Regions from separate parts of the Mus musculus genome. Here region 1 is linked to region 2. A link is a contact called in public HiCAR-type data. All regions are on one chromosome and are shown on one strand. The core of a region is the stretch at or near the end of the contact, and the rest is flanking DNA. Distances in the headings are between cores, read along the strand shown.

What was found. HiCAR-type assays count read pairs that join an accessible place to other places.
Region 1: a HiCAR-type map of fibro-adipogenic progenitors shows a contact between it and region 2, with 4 times the contacts expected there. The contact joins two enhancer-like sites. A contact is called at or near these places in 1 of 484 Hi-C or Micro-C datasets (uterus) and 1 of 115 datasets of contacts at active chromatin or transcription factors (fibro-adipogenic progenitors).

Annotation. Positions count from the first base shown.
Region 1 is chr7:72,968,625-72,975,702 of GRCm38.p6, reverse strand. No RefSeq gene overlaps it. Among named protein-coding and RNA genes, the nearest start is that of Gm6567, 130 kb to the left of the region's middle. Within about 2 kb of position 3,627, at least 15 of the 459 cell types and tissues checked have an H3K27ac peak or open chromatin away from gene starts, as enhancers often do. A contact at or near this core is called in fibro-adipogenic progenitors, where this site is marked.
Region 2 is chr7:72,440,937-72,448,673 of GRCm38.p6, reverse strand. No RefSeq gene overlaps it. Among named protein-coding and RNA genes, the nearest start is that of Gm39035, 140 kb to the right of the region's middle. Within about 2 kb of position 6,458, at least 44 of the 459 cell types and tissues checked have an H3K27ac peak or open chromatin away from gene starts, as enhancers often do. A contact at or near this core is called in fibro-adipogenic progenitors, where this site is marked.

The DNA of each region.
Region 1 (7,078 bases), core at 2,378-4,877, 530 kb before region 2:
TTTGGGGTTCCCCAGCTTGACTGTAAGTATAACTTATTCCAATGGTTATCCCAAGAAGATTCCCAGAACTACGGAGAGCTGTGTGCTGGAAGGGCTATCTCATGGAGACTCTGGATTTTCCATCTTTGTTGCATGCATCCCCCTTATCTGGCTTGTGTTGGACTCTTTGCTGCCAAGAGGGTGGTTACGAGCCACAGAAGACTCCAAGTGTTGCATCCCACAGAGTTTTATAAGTTCCCATTGTCACTTTTGAAATATTTCGGTGGCATACTTCCAACCATGGCTAAATTTCAATCTTCTCCCTCCATCTTTCCCTCCCTTTCCCTATCTTTTCCTTGCTTTCTTTTTATTTAAATATTTTTGGACACGGTCTCACTCTTTATCACAGTGATATAAACTTGTTATGTAGCTCAGGAGTGGTTTGAACTCATGACCTTCTGCCTTAGCCTCTTTATTGCTATGATTGTATCTCTGAGCCTCTAGACTCTGCTCAGGGATTCTCTCTAAAAAATGGCAACTTTTGGGTCCTGCTCAAACCAGCTAAATACCTGCAGTATCTTTCCCTCCCTCCAAGGCTGGCTTTGTGTAGTGAAGCTGTCTGTGCAGGGAGACTGGACTCCTTCCTTGCATTCTTTTTCCCTCCAGGAGAACATTAGCTGCTTTAAGACTTCTTTTCAGCTGGGTATATGTCAGCTCTCAGTCGGTGAGTTTGACTTCTTTTCTTGGGTGCAGAGTGTTGAATTTGTCATTCTCGGCCCTCGGCACATTATTGTCCTGGTTTCTGGCACGTTCAAGCAGAGTGCTCCTATTTTAATGTGCCTAGGAGGACACACTGGGGTCCTTCTGTGAGTCTTAGTCACTTTCGTCTCCCTTCACAATGCAGGTTTATAGTCCCTAAACACTTCTTCTCCTTTTCCTCATGTGAAGAAAAGACAAATGAAAACTTTGTGAACTCCTGTAAAATTCAGTTTTCTTCTAATTTAAAAAGAAGCTGTAGTTCTAAAGATGTCTCAGGGCTAAGACACTATATTTAGTATACCTGCCAGATCAGTTAGCTCTGCTTCTTTCTTCTTTGTCTCTGGAACTCACAGCTCTTACGTTTGCTTAGACCAGTGGTTCTCAACCTGTGGGTCACGACCCCTTTGGGGGGTTGTCTAACAACACTTTCAAAGAGGGTGTCTAAGACCATTAGAAAACACAGATATTTACATTACAGTTTATAACAGTAGCAAAATTACAGTTATGAAGTAGCAACAAAAATTATTTTATGGTTGGGGGGGCAGCACAACATGAGATTGCATTAAAAGTTCGCAGCATTAGGAAGGTTGAGAATTCCCTGACCGAGGCAAATACTCCAATGTGCTTCCTTCTGTATGTATTGCATGAAATGTTTTAATTTTACTTACTTGTATTCAAACTTTCTTTGTCATATTAACTTAAATTTAGTGTGATATACCAGACAACTAACAACCTTTGACCAGTCTACTATTACTAATGTAGTCTACAGAGCATTCAGTCAGCCTTTGTTTTTATTTACCATACCCTGTCTGCTCCAATCTCCTATGCAGAATCTATTGTATTTAGCCGTCATACTGTTTTAAAGTCTCCTTAGCTGTGATACTTTCCTAGGCTTTCCTTGTTTATGAGGACATTGACAAACTGGGGAGACCTGGCCAGGCCTACTAGCTGTTTGTCTTCTGGCTCTGCCGTGATACTTGGCAGGGACGACTTAAAGGAGGAATGGTTTATTTTGGCTTTTCATCTCAGAGCTTTTATTTTATAACCCTTGCCTCCATTGATTCTGGCTCCTGGTGAGGTTGGATCTCATGGCATGGAAGCAAGTGGAGAGGAAGCTGCTAACCTCACTGCAGTCAGGAAGCAGAGAAGAGGGAGGGACCAGCAGCCTTTAACCCCCAAAGGCACATTCACCACCAATCAACTTCTTCCAGCTGGTTACTAAAGTTTCTACCATCTTCCTCATCATTGCTGCCAGCTGGAGTCCAAACACGCAATGGACAGGCAAACCACAGGCTTGGCTTTTGAATTTGTCTGTCCCCTGTGTTCAGCAGCAGATTGCTGCCATCAGAATATAAATCCAGATACACCAGAGAGTGGCAGAAGTGAGATTTGATGCAGTAATCTCTCTGTCTCTATCTCTCTCTCTTCCTTTGTCCCCCTTTCCTCTACATAATGACGATAGCTGCATTAATTATTTTTTCTAGTATGAAAAAAATCATTTAAGAAAGTTTCATGGAACTCATATAAGAAAAGAAATTACTCTCCAAGTATATACAACATACACATAGAATTTGAAAGACAATGCTTTGCTATTCAGAGGCAGTACAGTGAGAACTGGATCTTGGAGACCACTCTTCCACTAGTAATTCAGTATCATATTATCTGAGTGGCTCTCTTCATTAGGGTACAACTGCTGTAATTAAACACTGTGACCAAGGCAACTTGGGGAGAAAAGGGTTTATTTGGCCCATACTTCTATATCAATGTTCTTCATTGAAGAAAATCAGGCCAGTAACTCAAACATGGCAGAATAGGGAGGCAGGAGCTGATACAGAGGCCGTGGAGGGATGCTGCTTACTGGCTTGATCATCATGGCTTGCTTAGATTGCTTTCTTATAGAACACAGCACAAGAATGACCCCACCCATAATAGACTGGGCCATCCTGCATCAATCACTGGTCAAGAAAATGCCCTGCAGGCTTGTCTGCAGCCTAATTTTATGGAGGCAGTTCCCCAACTCAGCTTCCCTCCTCTCAGGTGACTTTGGCTTGCATCAAGCTGAAATAAAACTATCCAGTGTAGTGGCTATTGTTAATCTCTTTCTCTTTTTTCCTGGAACTCAGCCTCTCATCCATTAAAGGAAAGTAAAAACACAGAGGGTTGTCAAAGCTCTGGCCAGATCTGAGTTATCAACAGTCATGTTTGTGACTGAGGTACGAGATCGGTGACCGGCAGGGTTCTTAGAGCTCTCAAGTTGTTGATAGCAACGAGACTAACTGTTGTGGACAGCTACGGTACCCAGTGGTGGTGCAGGAACAAGGTAGTCACTGGCTAAACTTTGTGCTTCAGTCTACATCTTGAAAAGTTGGTCTCATGTCAAAAGCCCTGATTTGTCTGTGGGAATGTTTGCACAGGACAGATAGGCCGTAAATTGAAGGAGATATGGCTGGGCCAGGGCCTCCAGAGGGAAGCCGGTTATCTAGGCTAGCTTTTCCTTTCACTAATTGTAGCAGAAACAATGACCCCTAAGTTGAAGTCACCTATGGTGTCACAGAGCCAGCTCCTGACAAGGCCACTGAAGCAACTTTTGATCCCGCTCATTCTCTTCCACAACCTTGTAGTGCACTGTATTTTCAAAGGGAGAATTATCTTCTAGGTTCTAAAAGTTTTATGCTCTCATAAATTTGTTGTTCTGCTTTTTGTTCATTTGGGGACCAAGAAGAATTGAGGGCAGAAAGTAAGTGTTGGCATGAATTCCCCTCTGCCTGACTTAGTTAAATGTCAAACAAATGCGTATCAACTGGACAGCCCTGTCTTCTTTATTTGGTGTTGTTTAAGAGTTGGACTGAAGGTACAGATATATGTACGGTCTGAGAAAAACAAGTCTGATTAAGAAATCAGTCTAGCACAGTGCTTGGCAAACCTACCTTCTGTTGCTCAATCTGACTCATCCTCTGTTTTTATAAACAAGGTTTTTTTTTTTTTTTAAATTAGGATACAGCCACATTCACTCCTGACATTTCTCTTTTTTTTTTTTAATGGCTGCTTTTGTGCCGAGAGAGCCAGTGGAAGTAACCATGACTGACTGAGCTCACACGGCCTGAAAAGATAGTTACTACCTGGTGCTTTTACTAAATCTGTGCTGACCGATGGTGTAGAATTAACCTGATCATTTTTATGACCACACCTGCTGGCTTTCTCTTTGGAACACTGAAATAGAAAGCTAAGAGTTTAGATTCAGAAAGACCAAGATTCAAAATCTAGTGTTGTCCTGACCTTGGGCAAGATGCCAAAACCTTCTTCTGCTTCACTTTCTTAATTTGCAAAGTGAGAGTCAAGCCACCAGGCCCTTGCAGCAGACACAAGAGGCAAATGGAGTAGTGTGTTAAAGGGAGTTAGAGCAGAGTGGTACCTGGTGACCACTGGATAAACAGGAGGGCTTGACCTTCCCTCTGAGCCCTTGTTTTGCAGCTGGTTTTGCTGTCTATGTTCCTATATGCCCAGACTTTTCTAGCTACTGACTGATCCTCTCTCTACTTCCCTGTTTCCACTCTTGGTCATAGTTGTTTCTCAATTATTTGTCCCTTCTCCTACATATTAATTACTCCTTCCCAGTCTACTCTTTCCACTAGACTGGGTCTGATCAGTGGGTAGAATTGTAGAAGTAGGTAACAGCTAGGGTGTAAGTGTGGAGAAAGAGCTGGTAATGACTTGTCGTTTCAGCTGGATGGATGGTAATACCATTAATAAGGCTGAGAGCACCAGAGAAAGTGTGCTTTGCCTTCTAGAAGAAACACCTAGGTCAACTACCATTGAAATGTTGTTTTACAATGAAAAGTTAATGTGTTCATCTTCGCCTAAAATTATTCATTATTCTCTGCTCATATATGATTGTCCATACAAGTAATGTGTTTACTTATATTTATTTTAATGCCATTCCCATTGGCTAAATAGCATTCTAAATTAATTGCCGTGATTGTCTCATCCAGTCCCCCAATGATCCCATGAGCTAGATAGTGTTTTCTGCCTTATATTACATAAAAGGGAACAGAGGCAAAAAAGAACTAATTAACTATGGGTCTCACAGTTAGTATGTGCTTGTCTTTTAGAGGAAACACTAAGTATCTAACAAGGCCTTTTTTACTACTTGCTTGAAGTATACTGGCCATAGTTGAGCAGATTCTCAAGGCTGCTTCTATGTCTGATCCATAGTGAAGTAGGGTTTGGTGCTCAGGGCTCCAGGTGAGTACGTGCAGGTGTCTAGAGAAACACTTTCAACCATCAACTTCAGCAGCTGTAAAATTGATGAAATAGAATAATTCATGGTTATTTACTGAATAATTTATGAACCAAATCATTCACAAAAGCGGGAAGGTGAAATGGGGAGATATGGAAGAGATGAAATTGAACCAGGGGAGGATCAATAGGAACTAGAAGAAACAATGCCTGCTGCCAGGCCCTGGAGCTTGGCACCCTCAGAAGGAAGGCAGCTCCCTCCTGGATGCACCTCTGACTCCAGGAAAGCAGAACGCTAGCTCTCCTGACTTTGCTGCTCTCTGTACCGAGTGCAGCTTGACAGCTTTGCCTACTTTGATGAATTCTGAATTATCTTTCCCACTTACCTGCTCTTTGTCAACGGCTGCTGTTGTAGTTAAGGTCTTATTTCTGTGAAGAGACACTATGAGCATGGCAACTCTTATAGAAATATTTATTTAAGAGATTTCTTACAGGTTAGAGATTTAGTTCATTGTCATTGTGGGGGGAAACATGGGGGCATGCAGGCAGCCGTGGCACTGGAGAGTAGCTGAGAGGTCTACACCCAGCTCCTGCAGGCAGCAGGAAGAGAGAGTGCCTCTGGGCATGGCTTGATCATTTGAAGCCTCAAAGCCCACCTCCAGTGACACATGTCTTCGAACAAGGTCACATCTCCAAATAGTGCCACTTTCTATGAGCCTATGAAGGCCATTTTCATTCAAACCACCACAGCTTACTCTTTGCCTGGCATAGAAAGCATATATTGGTTTTTAGAATTCATATTTAAAAAATAAATTGCATTGGATCCTTGTTTTCAAATCATGTCCCTTTGGGAAACATTGAACAACTGATAAAGAAATTTGATTGTTTGATCTGTGTAAGGAGTCTCAAGATCAGGGCTGCTGTTGAACAAGTAAATGAGAACCAGATGTAACAAACGCAAATGGTCCTGCTCAGCATCATCAGTGTAGATCTCTTATCAGAAATCCCCTTTCGGTTTAGGCTAGCACATGTCCTCTCAGTCTCATGTGCCACAGAGAACAATCACATCCAGGGTTAAAGAGCAGGCTCTCTGTGGTACCTGCTTCATGAATTTCAATCATTTCTTCATTCTTTGTCCCATCTATTTTCCCACGTAGCCATCCTGTGTAACATCACTTGGGAAATGTAAAGAATTTTCTCTGTAGTGTAAGTTTAAGATTAAACAGCTCTTTTAAATACTCATTTTTCTGTAGTCTGGTTTAGGACAGATACCACAGGTACATGCGTCAGTCTTTCATCTTTCATGACAAGTCATCTTATGTAGCTCAGAAGAAACTAGAGTGGTCAAAGAGAAATGATGATTTAGAATCAAAGCCAATAATCTGATGGATTGGCCTCACACACAGTCTCTTAGTCTCATTCAACGAAGCTGCTGAATATTGCACTAAAGAGATAGTAATGCCCACTTTCCCACCTTCCACAGGAGATTGTGCTACAATAGCAGCAATAACTACTAGTTTTGTGTGTTAGTTTACAACTTAGAAAGACCGGAGACTAGATGTAAATGCTGATCATGAAACTAGGAAGCCAAGGAGTGAGATTCAGAGTAACCAAAACCAAACATTGCTGTTTTGGGAGAGTTGTGCTGGACAAAGGTCTGGATACTACTTGTAGTTAACATCCTCATGGCTTAGTCAGTTTCTTGTTCACCAATGAGAGGTCTGAATCCTTTTTTGTTGTTGTTTTTTGTTTGTTTGTTTTGTTTTTTCAAGACAGGATTTCTCTGTATAGCCCTGGCTGTCCTGGAACTCACTTTGTAGACCAGGCTGACCTCAAACTCAGAAATCCACCTGCCTCTGCCTCCCGAGTGCGAGGATTAAAGGCGTGAGCCACCATGCCTGGCTGAGGTCTGAATCCTTAAAAAGCACCGTGTTCATTATAATACCATCTGCATTGTTGTTTGAGTTTCTTCCTAACCTGCCATGTTTATTGTTGTTGTTTTTAATGAAAATCATGGAAGGACTTACTCTAAAGAAGAGATCTAGTCTACTATGAGATAGAAGAGAAGGGAGAAGAAAGGTTCACCTTAGTACATGAATCTGCC
Region 2 (7,737 bases), core at 5,209-7,708:
GGCTACAAAGCACCATAGCCAGTAGGGCTGTAAATTTTGAATGAGATACAGCTAGAACGGCATTTTGTCAACAGTGGATGAAAATATACACTATAGTAACATATATTAAAGCTATGAAGTATAAACAGTAATTCATAGTTTCATGGGCGGCTTAAAGGTAAGGGTGGTTCTCTAGCTCTGATCAATTCCAAGACTCCATTCTCCTTTCCTGAATTAAGGCATGACAACCTTCTCATCCAAGCATGGCTCATTTAGGTAATATTCCCTTTCTTGACATAAAAAGACAGTCCCCAAGAAAGGAGGGCCGACAGCTAAATCATTTGTGTACTTTTGACTTGGGAGACTGATACCCATCTCAAACAAGAGGCTGGTGGGACACTTTGTAAACCAGCAGCCTGCTTATACTCTGCTTTTACTGGAATTAACAACAGTGCATTCCTAGTGGTTGATAAAGAAGCCAGAGAAAGTTGAGCACAGTCTCCTGTATTGGCCAGCCTTGCTAGGTGTTCACCAGTGACTTTTTTTTCTACCCCCAGTTCTTCAGCTCAGTCACCAAGGCAAAGCTTTCTCCTCATCAAGCCACTGAGTTTCCATACCACACTCTCAAAGTGTGGGAGAGGCCTGGGCCCAAGTTCTAAACCAAGGTTAGCTGGTAATTTCACTATAAAATTCCTGAAAGTGTTGAACCTCCTGGGGACAGATTTAGTAGCTCTCCACCCCTGTCCTCCTTCCTCTGGGATAGTAGAATTCAGTCAGATGGGAAGGTAGGCTGGAAGCCTTGGTGCTATGTGTTGGGGATTTTAAAAGGTATTTCAAACTTGTTATTTGGAAATCCATGATTCATGTTTTTAAATGGGTGTGGTGTGCACAGGATAAGTCAGGCTTTGGTTTTACTTGCAGGCTGGAGGTGCACAGTAACCTTCTCCATAGCCCATGGACTATAACAATCATGTTGATGTGGTCAAGCTTCATCCAGAGTCTTTCCATCTTGAGAATATATCCGGAGCTCCACTGAGAGCTCATTCAGATGCTCCAACCAGAGGCTATATCCAGTACTCCATCTAGAGCTTCATCTAGAGATTTATCACAAGGCTCATTCCATCCTGAGACTCTATCTGGAGTGTCATTCAGAACTCACTCAGAGGCTCCGTCTAGAGGCTCCATCTATAGCTCTGTCCAGAGGCTCTATCTCTAGACTCAGTCTGGAGTTCACTCACGTAGTTTATCCAGAGGCTCCACACAAATGGCTTTTCATACTTACAAGTCCATCTTACATGTGCTATCTAGAGCTTTGCTTGATGGAGGTAAGTTAATGCTTGTACTTTATATTTTCCTTTTAAAGAGTCAAACAGACTCAACTCTACCAAACAGCCTTTTTAACACCAGTGGCCAGGGAGTTGGGTGGGCCCTGGAAGCACAAAGATATAGTCTCTCTTCTGAGTCTGAAATTGGAATGCTCAGAAAGGCCCTCCCATCAGGAAATGAGTAATCACCCTGATTTGGGTATTGCTGTCTCTTAAAGCAGTGGTATGAAGAATCTCAGGCCTCAGTGTGAGGGTGAGGTTTCTGACAGCCTAGGTTCTGTTGGCTTACTCACTCTATGGCTTTTGGCAACTTAACTCAGAAGTTCCACATCACAGTTTACTTCTCTGCAACACAGATCGTAATAAATCCTCATAAGGTTGCCACACAAATACAATGTGCTAACACCTTCATGCACTCTTAAGTGCTTAACAGTTTAGTCCATGAGAGCACACAAGTAACAGATATTTATTAAGTATTCACTACGTATGATGTGTGTGCATTTTCCAAAGAGCTCTCGATCAGTCCTCATCCTTTCCTGTGATTGTCTTTTGGCTCTTGTGTTCTTATGCATTTTTTTAATTTCTATTTTGAGGTAGCGTCTAGCTCTGCAGTTCCACATGGCCTTCAGCTCATGAGTCCCCTGCCTGTGTTGCCTGAAGTGACACTCAGGCAACACAATGAACTTTTCCCCTTTCAGCCTCAGGAATTGTCACTGCATCATGGAAGGCTCCCCAGCTTGTATGGTTTCTGCTTTGCATATCTCTCAATGGATAAAAGATGCTGGCTGCTGTTTCTCTATTCTGTCCCCACCCAACCCCTTCCTTCAATCTAGCAGTTCTAAGCAGGATGAATGGCATCCCAGAACCTCTTCCATCAGGGTGGAGCTTACATTTATTACAAACATCTGTATCTTTGGGGGGGTTGTTTTGTTGTTAATTTGTCAAGTTCTCCAAACTTATACTTTTTATTTGAGTCAGGGGATGGAGAGAGCTTATTCCTGTGAAAACTACACTAGACCATTGGGATTCCCAATGCTCTCCACTCTGGAGATTCTTTTCCTTATTTTCATTCCATAGTCTATTTGTTCAAATACTTTTTAAGGACATATGAGCAAAACAAGTCCCAATACTCACATTTGCCTGATCTTCCATTCTGGGACTTTCTGATCCTTCCTTCTTTCTTTCTTTCTTTCTTTCTTTCTTTCTTTCTTTCTTTCTTCCTTCCTTCCTTCCTTCCTTCCTTCCTTTCTTTCTTTCTTTCTTTCTTTCTTTCTTTTTCTTTTTTTTTGCCATAAATGGAAAGTACAAAAAGAACTCTAGATCTTCAGTCTGAAAATGCATAAGCTGGTTAAGTCATAACTCCTTCCAGGTTGCCATACCTCTTGCGTAATTTTTGATCAATGTTATTGCAGATTGACACCCCCATCTCCATTGGTAATGTTTTAGATCCAGCTAGAAAAAGATCTTTTTATATGCATACTTGAAGATGTAAACTCTAGACCCTCCTGAGTACCCGTTTCTTACTCTCTCTACCTTTATACAGATACCCTGTTTATAGCTAGCAAGACTTGGCTAGACATGTAGGAAGAAGCACAATGCTGTTAGGGTTGGGCTTCTCCCAATGAATCCCAGCTACAGTTGTCAGGCCCAGCAGCTTCTCTGCTCTTGGGTTCAACAAAAATGGCCTCTACTAACCTTCTTTTATGATGGAATTCCTCTGCCTTCATCCTGTACCATCAGCTGCTTTGGAGTCGTTCTGTTACTTACAACCAGTAACTTCTTTAATATCATACTCTTTTATGCAGGCTTCATAGTCTCCATAGCCTGGCATTGTTTGAAAAACATGCATTTTCTGTTAGCAAAATTACGGTGACCAATTTACCAGTTATTTCTGACAGGAAAACAAACAAACAAACAAAAAACCAAAATATAATAAAACAAATAAATAAAAAACAAAGAATTCGTGCTCTCCTGAGCGGGCATCTCTGTTTTTATGTTGTTTCTCATCCATGGATGAAGTGAAGAGCACGTGCCAATACGTGTTTGGATAGGAGGGGAGAAAGGAAGACAGGAGGGAGAGTATTCCAGTTCCTGCTCACTGTCATAGACCACACTTAGCTGGGTACCCTGTGCAGAGCCTGTCCCAGCCTGATGCCAGGAACCCAAGCCTGGCATCTAAACCTTCTCCTGAGGTCTACCCTAGGAGACTGGGTACATGGCACTCTGCCCTCTGACACCTCCTGTGGGTTTGCAAGTGCTCAGCACCATTCCAAGAATCTGTTTTCCCTTCTTCTCAAAGTCAGTTAGGCCTCAGAAAGGTCAAAATAACACCATCAATCAAGTGGGCTCTCTCTTTCATAAAAGCTCAAGAAGCTGGGATTAGCACTGTGCTTTTGGCCTGTACAGAACCACCCACAGTCTTCATTCGGCCCCCTGGCAACTCAGGAAGCCATGACTCAGCTGGGGAAGCCAAGAAACTGGTCAGGTCTTTCAAGGGTAATTCAGCTTCATGTAGAAACTCTGATTTTTTTTTCTTTTTTCTCCTTCAGATCATGGACATTGTAACTGAGTGTCTTGGGCTGGTGTGATGGTTTGTATGTGCTCTGCCCAGGGAGTGGCACTATTAGAAGGTGTGGTCCTATTGGAGTTGGTTTGTCACGGTAGGTGTGGACTTTCATCCTAGCTGCCTGGAAGTCAGTAGTCTGCTGGCAACCTTCAATGAAGATGTAGAACTTTCAGCTTCTCCTGCACTGTGTCTGCCTGGATGCTGCCATGTTCTTACCTAGATGATAATGGGCTGACCTCTGAACCTGTAAGCCAGTCCCAAATAAATGTTGTCCTTATAAGAATTGTCTTGGTCATGGTGGGTGTTCACAGCAGTAAAACCCTAACTAAGACAGCTGGTGACAGGACTGGAGGTACCCCAGGGTTTCTTCACTATCACCTCTTAGACTGTATTCTAAGACAGCTAACAAGCTTTGTGCATTGTTCCTGAACTTAACTGTATAATGCCTCTGCTTGCCTCCTGTGATTCATTTACAGTCTTGCTTTCACAATCCATGAGGAAAACCAGGGACATCAGAGCACTAGCAGGTCAAACTAAGATAGATGAAGTGCATCAGTGGAGTAGATGTTGTGTTGGGCCAGTTCAGAGCCCTGGATCTGGCCCTGAGTGATATATGAGCTGGTCAGCCTCTGGTTCTCCTGCCCTCTCACCTTCAGAGCCAGCTCACCAGCAACTCCTGCGATCAGGGCCAGCTCTACCATGCCAGGCAAAGTATAGGGTTTGCTCTCCCAAGTGTTGCAGCCAGTGAGGGACATGGCCAGTTCTCCCACTCTCATGACCCTGGGGCCAGCTCTTCTACTTGCCTTAGATAGAGAAGGATAGGGATGGCTGGAGGCTATCTCTCCCTCATCCACACCACCACCCAGCAGACAAGAATTTGGGCAGGCTCAACTGAAACTCATACATTCAGGATTAGCTCTACTGTGCTGCCCAGGAGAAATGCAGGGCCCAATCTCCAGAATGCTACAATAAGCGAGGGGCAGGAACAGCTCCTGCTCTTGAGACCCCACCTTGGGGCCAACTTTCCCACCCACCCCTAATGGGGTAGGCAAAAGTGAAGGGAGGGGATCTCTCCCCTGCCAATGCCACCACATAGTAGAAAAGAGGCAGGGCTGACTCTCCCACACTTATGCCCTCAGGGCATGATCACCCTCAGTGCCCACAACCAGGGCCTGCTCTGCTGTGTAGGAGTGCTTGAAGGAGCCTGTGTTTTAGATAGCAAACTACAGGATCTCCATGACACAGGGCAACAATAGGCTCTCCAAGAGGAGTCCCAGGGAAGTTCCACTACTGATGGAGTAGCAGAAGGCAGATGACTCACTCCATGAACAAAGCAAAGAAGTGTGGACAGAAGTGTGGACAAAATCATATGCATGGGACATAGTGTGACATACTACAGCTTCCACGGTGAGATTTTTTTCCCCCTCTGTTAGTGCAGATGTTGAAAGTGTGGAGGGCACATACAAGGGGAGGGGAGATGAGTGGGATTGGGGTGTATGATGTGAAATTCAAAAGAGAACCAAAGTATTTTACAAAAGATTGAAGACATGAGCCAGACTGGAACAGAACCTGTTGCAGAGTTGTAGACGTGAGCTGTGCACGAGTCTTGTGATGAAGACAAACAGATAACTGTAACAGGGCCACCACATACAACTGTATAGGCAGCTACATACCTTCAGTGGAAGATGTTCAAATAGACTGATAATTAGTGGTGCTGCCAGGTTAACCCTCACACCTAGTTTTTCCTTTCCTGTGTTAACCAAAATTTCCCTAATGTCGCTGCAAGAAAATAAAGCTTTAGAGATTAACTTTGTACTGTAAGAATATATAACAATTAAGTTTGTAGGAAGAGACAAAAAGGAGAATTTAAACAAACTTGTACAGATAGAGCAGTCTTTATTTAATGTCAGATGGTGGCATCCTAAGTCCTGACCATGCCAGGGTCTGATGTCTTCTTTGGCAACCACTGGGTGACTGGGGCTGGGGCTGGGTCAGCTGCTTTTCTTAGGAGGAGGAATTCCTTTAACATAGAAAAAGCTTTCTACTTGTAAGTAAGGCCGCAAGAAAGTAAAGCTTACGCAGTTGCATAATGCTGAAAGAGCCACGGTTGTGTTGGAATGCACACCCACCAGCTCTCAATAACCACTTAGTATCTCTCCCCAGCCATGTGTTGGGTGACACCACAGAGGTAACCTGAAGTCAGGCAGGATGGTTTATTTAGACCACAGACATTGCCAGGTACTCAAAGGCAGGGCCTCTCTACTCTCTGCAGTTCTGTATGTGTCATGGAACTATATCCTCTCTCCAAGGTTTGATGTTTCATCTCAAGAATGGGGAGGGGGGAGTAGGGAAGGGGAAAGGCATCTTGAGTGACCTGTCCTTATTCATCATTAGTTCTTCATAATTGTATGAATTCCCAGAATGAAGAAGAAAAGTTCCGGAGCAACGTATTTTGTCAAGCTTTTCTTACTCACTTTTAGTTAGATTAGAAAATGTTATTTAAAGTGGTTAGTATGATTCAGACAATGGACACATGGACATTTCCCTAAGGTCTTATAAATTACCATTTGATTTGTGAAGTGGATGCTCTGCCAGGCATTGTGCTGCACTATGTGTGACTCATGCTTATTCGCTCATTTGGCTCTCACAGCTGTGTTGTGGGGCCAGGAGAGCCCGGATCACAGATGAGGGAGGGGAGGCCCTGAGAAGTCGGTGCCTTCCCAAATGTCCCAGAGTTGGAAAACATCCAGCTTTGGTGCCTTTGTTGTCTGTGTAACATATGTGGATACCAGATATATAAATCATACCTTGAGCCCATGCAAATATCAAATTACATGTGGTGTCAAATCAATAAAAATCTCTAGGTAGAAGCTAAAATGAAAGATCTAACTCTTGATATCAAAGGCAGAATGAAGTTTAGTCTATAGGGAAAATTGTAAATTTCCCTTGAAAAAACATTCTAGCCTTGGGATTTCATATCTGTAGGCCTCTATTGGAAGCCAATAATAGTTGCTTCAAAGAAGGATCAACACCAGAGTGGGTTGAGGAGAGGGCATCAGGCAGGCTCTGTAGACTGAAACTCCCAGGCAAGAGTAGCCTTGTCCTTGGAGACTTTATTGAGAGAGAAAAGAGGAACCTTCATAAAACGGTTATTTCCATGCTCTCAAAGTATCTGGAATATTTTTTGAAACACTGCAATTAATAAAAATGTGTTTGGAGTTGACTGTCAAACTCGCTGAAGATGAAAAAATGTATGTCTTCAACAATAACAGCATTTGAATCATATAGTGTGTGTCTGGCAGATATTCTTTCCCAATGACCAGGCTAATTCAAGTGTATACCTGCTTAGAAGTGCAAACGAAAGCCTATCAGAAGCAAAGAGGAAGAGGAGGAGGAGGAGTAAGGGAGCCAGTTATAGGACTGCAACAATCACACAACAGTTACAAGATTGCGAATTTGCAAATATCTAGGACTCAAAGCCCAGAGCAATGGCACTGAGCTTGTGCTTGTACCATCTAAGGAATTGGGGAGCACACCAGACATTTCAGTATCTAATGGAGTGAGAGCCAAGTTCTAAGGTTTGCAAATGTTAGCCTCCTCTAAGGAGCTTACCCAGAAACTCATATGACCCATGGTCTTGGGGACATTGGAAGGCACATTCATAAATAACATAGTTATGGATAGCATAGCCATGGATTCCTTCTGGTTTGTTTCCATTTCATTAAAACTTTTAACCTTGTGGGTCATACAATATTAAAAACATAACCAACAGGCAGGAGAATAGAGAATCAGGAAGGATTAGGAAACTTCTCAAGCTGTTTAGTTTTTAGCTGCTCTGGGAAATGACTGATTCAATGGTAAAGCCAG